2 separate regions of the Hordeum vulgare genome follow, and region 1 is linked to region 2. The links are chromatin contacts, called in public Hi-C maps. All regions are on one chromosome and are shown on one strand. Each heading gives the region's core, a stretch centred on a gene start, on an enhancer-like site or on the middle of the called end of the contact. The rest is flanking DNA. Distances are from core to core; before and after follow the strand shown.

The links. A called contact is a pair of places that touch in the nucleus more often than the background predicts.
Region 1: a Hi-C map of leaf shows a contact between it and region 2, with 3 times the contacts expected there. The contact joins the enhancer-like site here to the promoter of LOC123444448 in region 2. A contact is called at or near these places in 2 of 6 Hi-C or Micro-C datasets (leaf and seedling) and 1 of 1 datasets of contacts at active chromatin or transcription factors (embryo).

The regions. Positions count from the first base shown.
Region 1 is chr3H:493,807,581-493,810,657 of MorexV3_pseudomolecules_assembly, forward strand. No RefSeq gene overlaps it. Among protein-coding and RNA genes, the nearest start is that of LOC123444449, 15 kb to the right of the region's middle. Within about 2 kb of position 1,396, at least 1 of the 3 cell types and tissues checked has open chromatin away from gene starts, as enhancers often do. A contact at or near this core is called in leaf, where this site is marked.
Region 2 is chr3H:493,572,182-493,574,881 of MorexV3_pseudomolecules_assembly, forward strand. LOC123444448 reads right to left here and starts at 1,303. Exons shown (of 2, transcript XM_045121158.1): 1 at 885-1,303; 2 at 288-778. The coding sequence starts at 1,154. The coding sequence ends at 416. LOC123444447 (DNA polymerase eta) reads left to right here and starts at 1,169. Exons shown (of 14, transcript XM_045121155.1): 1 at 1,169-1,308; 2 at 1,405-1,525; 3 at 1,598-1,709; 4 at 1,807-1,974; 5 at 2,057-2,221; 6 at 2,447-2,550; 7 at 2,693-2,700. The coding sequence starts at 1,233.

The sequences.
Region 1 (3,077 bases), core at 146-2,645, 240 kb after region 2:
CACGACACTTTTAGACCGTCTCGTAAGACTTATATCCCGGCTAGCACACCATGCACTAAATTGTTGGAACATAGAAATAAGGGCAACTCCACGCCGTCGGCCGACGGATCTTCGGATCTTTTTAAAAGATCGCAACAATGATGATGTTGCGTTCGGACGTTTGTAATAGAGTTCGTGTTGCGGAACTTTTGCAACAGAGATATTGATGTAGAAATTTTCTGCAATAGGGCTAATGTTGCAAAAAAGAAACTCTCACCTTTATACATGTGTCACTAAAGAAAGTTTTGCAACATCCCAAATGTTACCAAAAAAAAGGTAAATGACGTTCGCCATGCGCTCCCGTCAAACAATGGTGAGAGAGGAGCGTCGATGCGGACGAGCACCGAACCACTGACCAGGTCGCATCGCCGCCATCTTCCTCTCCGACGAGGTGGGTGCACTACGCGCGGTTGACGGACATGTTATAGGCAGGCGAAAAGCACCACTACGACTACCGTGCCGACCTCCAGTTGGAACGGCGCACCACGATGGCGACCGCACCAACCCCTGGCTCACAGCAAACTAGGACCACCCTGGAGGTGGTCAAGAATTCATGTGAGATTCCAGTTGTTGCGGTGAGGAAAATTACAACAACGACTCAGTTATAAAACCAGGTTGCTTCCCGCACCATTCGATCTAGATAGATCCGACGGTCACGGAGGTGACGAACGCGCATGATGTTATCAGCCGAGTGTCTGACCGTCTGAGGAACATGTAATGGTGGTTTCTTAGGGATTCCTTGTTAGCTGAATGATGGTTTCTTAGTGACTAGCAGGTGTGCACGTGAAAATGCATGCTCCTAGAGAAGTTAGTCTGGTAGTAGTAGTCGAACATCTACAAAGTTAAGGATGTTCATTCTCATTCCCTGTCGCCAAGCCAGGGTTTTGCCCGCATCACCGAGGTGCTCGTCAAAGGGAGGGGAGAGTGCGAGGACAGGCTGCGAAGATGATGAAGTAGGGTGGCGTGGTACCACATCGATGTTGGAAGGAGGGAAATGACGGATCCAGGATTGAAGTATACATATCTACCCTGTGGGCCAAAAAATATACGAGAGGAAAAAACTCGTCTAAATATAAGTATCCCAAAGTTCATCATAACTACCCTGTGTAAAAACGGCTTAATTGCACGGTGAATCCAGAATTTAAACTAAATCCTTAACGGTCCAACAAAAAATATACACATCTTATATCTTATCTTATAGGTCAACGCTACAAATCAACCGGCTGAAAATTGAGAAAAACCAGCCTCCTCCCAAACCGTACGATAGTGACACACAGGACCATTGGATTGGTCCAGTAATATCCCGTCCAACCTCCTCACTAGCATCTCGTGCAAGCTCCCTGTTGCGTCTTCTCATCAAAAACAAAAAAGCTCCCTATTGTGACGTACTACTTGCAAATTCATCACGCATACATAGGAGCAGCAACTCGGAGCATCCAACCACTGGCCAGCTTTCCATTCAAGTGGCGGCCTCATGTCACCGTCATTGAAAAGTTGCTTGTACCATTGAAACAACATACAAATATATGATACAGATACAAAATAACATGTAAAAAGAAAAACAAATAACCTATGGCTGGACTGCTTCGACGACAATAGGGATGCTACGAGGCGTGCTACCACGACGACCCGACTACTTCCACGACCATGATGTTGCTACGAGGCATGCTACAACGACCGTGGTGATGCTACCAGGTGTGTGCGATGGCGGCCCAACTACTTCAACGATGTTCGAATGACATGCTTCGAGGTATGCGACGACTTGGCGACATCGGTGTTTTTTCAAACGATTGTGCCATGCTTCGACGACATCCATCGAGGATCGTGACGTTTGTACAACGGGAACCTTGTTGCTTGATGATGTGGTGACGATGTGCTTTGACGGTCGGGAGATGTCGCAACAGTGTTTTCTGAATGACCATGGTGTGCTTCAACATCATGCGTCGATAACCGCATCAATGTTACAATGGGAACCTTGCTACTTCTATGATGTTACGACGACGTGCTTTGATGGCCGTGGCTATGTCGCGATGTCGTTCTTCGAACAGCCGTGGTGTTCTTCCACAACATGTGTGGATGACGGCGGCGATGCTACAACAACATCCGGGATGTTTTGATGATGTAGCGACGGCGTGCTTCCACACCCATGCTGATGTTGCGATGATGATGTTGTAACAACATCCGGGATGCTTTGATGATGTTGTAACAACGTGCTCTGGCTGGTTACATGATGATTCGGTAGCATGCTACAATGGGTGCAACAATAATGTCTTCTTCAATTAGTCGAGCGTGCTTCGATGACATGCGTCACTGGCCCCAGCGATGCTATAACGGCAGCTGGTTGATTCGATGATGTTGCGACGGCGTGCTTCAATGGCGGCAACGGAGGACCGACTACTTCAACGGCATGCTATCGCGGTGTTATGCTTCGATTGATCACGAAGATGTGCTTCGACGAACGCGATGATACTGAAATGGAGGCCCGACGGCGTCATGCTTCGATCGATCACGATGACATGCTTCGACGGCCGCGATGATACTGCAATGGAGGCCCGGTTACTTCGACAGCATGTTGTGGCCGCCTCATGCTTTGATCGATTACGACGACGTGCTTCGATGGCAGCGATGATACGGAGGCCCGTCTACTTCGACGATGCTGCAAAGATGTGCTTCCCGGCCATGACAGTGTTGTGATGATGGCAGGGCTGCTTCGACGATACTATAACAACGGTTTAGCTACTTCGATGCTACTAAGATGGCATATGGTTCCACAGCCGCAACGGCGACGGTGATGTTAAGAACGTTCCTCAAAATATGCATTGCTAGCGATAGTGCTTTGCATGCAGGGGGACGTTCAACTGGCGCTAGGCAAAAGAAATTGTCAGTTTCAATCCGTGTAAGAGCTAGCAATGGTCAGTTTCTATCTGTGTAAGAGCTAGCTTGCTCAGAATGGATGCAGCATACAAATCCATGTGATCAACTCAGTAAAAAAATAGGAAAAATCTAAACTGTAACATGTGCACGGAGTCGTTCGTGTG
Region 2 (2,700 bases), core at 53-2,552:
AAGGCAAGGAGGTTGCTGAGGGCAACACCTTGGAGATGCCTCGGGGGAGGCCAATGAATGTCGGCCATTGATCTGTCAGTCTGTGTGGATATTCTGGGTCGTTATTGTGAGTCTATGACTATGCTAATGTAATGCCTATAATGTAATGCGAATGCTTGTTCAAATTGCTAAGCTCTGCCTATGAGTATGTGTGTTGATAACCTCACCACTCGAACAAGAGGTTACCACACCGCATGCCTTAAACGTGACCAACAAACATCACGTGCATATGGGTACCACATGCTTGCAATCAAACGGTATTCTTGTTGCAGGTTGGAGTTTTGTGAGCAACCAAAATAAATGCAGAATATACTCCCTTCGTCTTAAAATAAATGACTCAAAAGTGATTCAACTTCGTACTAACTTTAGTATAAAATTAGATCTTTTTTAAATCACTTATTTTAAAACGGAGGGAGTAGTTTTGAGCCTGCATTAGCTCGTAGGCTGAAACGGACCACGGATACAAGGAGCCCAAAAATGATGCATGTGAAATGTAGGAGAACCTCCCATATTTGACAAGCTTTTCTGACTTGGAAATGGTGCCAATTCTCTTATCAGTCTTCCACACACGAGGATACGTTGATCTTGGACCCCGAGCTGCATGCCACAAATTCGCAATCACAAGTATGAGGTCAGGAGAGAGTTGAACTTCTGAGGATGTCGAACGACAGTTCGCTCCAGCGTCAAGCCAAATGTCGGTTCCCCATATCTCGTACGTCAAGGAAAACACACTGTTAATCTGCAAGGGGAAACAGTTTGGAAGATACATTTCAGTAAACAAACAGTGTTGATCGACTCGCGGAGTATCCTACCAAAATACAAGAGGCACTGAGCAGCGCCCTTACCTGGTGCGACGGGGCAGGAGATCGCTGGTCGCTCCCGGCCTCGGCGGCAAAGTCCGGCCGCTTCCGCGGCTCCTTCACGCGGCAGCGGCACGGAGGGGAAGAGAAGAGGAGTAGAGTGGACAAGGGGAATGGGACGAGGGAAGGGGAGATGCGTGGAGATGGGGTTGCCAACGGGACGGGCTCGCTTAGAAGTCGCGGGATGCCCGCCACGTGGTCTCTCCAACTGGCGAGACGGACGGCCATGATCGCGCCCGGCCGAAACCGAAACATAAACAAAGAAGCAATAGAGAAAGGGAAGCGAAAGCGAGGGCAGAGTCGGCGGGAGGCGGCGGCGGGGAAAGGGAAGCGATGCCGGTGGCGAGGCCCGAGCCGCAGGAGCCGCGGGTGATCGCCCACCTCGACCTCGATTGCTTCTACGTGCAAGGTCACCACCCTCTTCGTCCTCTACCCCCTCTACCCTGCCCCCTCTCTCGCAGCGTCTCTGAACTGAGAGGGTAACAGTGCATTCGCTCACCTGCAGTCGAGCAGCGGAGGAACCCGGCGCTCAGGGGGCAGCCGACGGCCGTGGTGCAGTACAACGACTGGAAAGGCGGCGGCCTGATTGCGGTGAGCTACGAGGCCCGCAAGTTCGGCGTCAAGAGGTGAGGGCCGATTCACCTGCTCCGTTCGGGGGTTCCTGTCAGATATCTGTCATGCTTTATTGGTTGATTCAGGTCCATGCGTGGGGATGAGGCCAAGAATGTCTGTCCAGGCATAAACCTCGTCCAGGTTCCCGTGTCCCGTGACAAGGCCGATCTCAATGTGTACCGAAATGCCGGCTCCGAGGTAGCATGCCACTGCAACAACACCGATAATTTACCCCATTGTTAAACAACCAGGACTGTTCCATGGCATTTGACGGTTTTGCGTCCAATCCTTTCAGGTCGTAGCGATCCTTTCGACTAAGGGGAAGTGTGAGCGAGCATCCATCGACGAAGTCTATCTCGACCTTACTGATGCAGCCAAGGAAATGCTCTTGGAATCTCCCCCGGAGTCGTCAGAGTCTATCTTTGAGGAGGCCACAAAGTCAAATATCCTGGACCTTCCTTCTGTAAGAAATTCTCCGTAAATTGGTTGGGGCTGCTCTTACATTTGGTGTGAGTGTGACCGTAGACCTTGATATGTATGTTCAGGATGCCGGTGACAGGGAAGAGAATGTGAAGGCATGGCTTTGTCGAGCAGATGCCGACTACCAGGATAAGTTGCTGGCGTGCGGAACTATACTTGTTGCACAGTTACGAGTAAAAGTTCTGGAGGAAACCCAATTCACGTGTTCTGCTGGCATTGCTCACAATAAGGTTTATAACCAGTCATAATAGTGAGTAGATGAAGTATGCTTTTTTGCATGATTCGTTTCTTCTCATTCTGCACATTTAAGAATAATTAGTCCAATTATTTGTACTGTTCTCTGAACTTAGGAACTCAATTCAGCTTCCCCATAGTGCTTCTCTTGTTCCATTACCCTTTTGATACTTTCCTTTTCCTGCTGCAGTGTTCCACTCAAATGTTGTTATATTCTGCAGATGTTAGCTAAACTTGTCAGCGGGATGCACAAACCTGCTCAACAAACAGTTGTTCCATCTTCTTCGGTTCAAGACTTTCTAGCATCACTGCCTGTGAAGAAGATGTAACGAGCCACATGACAACTCCACATTTATTGGTTTCTTTTTTTCTGTTGGACAAAGTTTTTAAAACCTTGTATTACTCTCTAGTCCTTGCATTCTAGAAATGTCTGATACTGAATTACGAAAAGCGTCCATGTTATGCAGGAAACAAC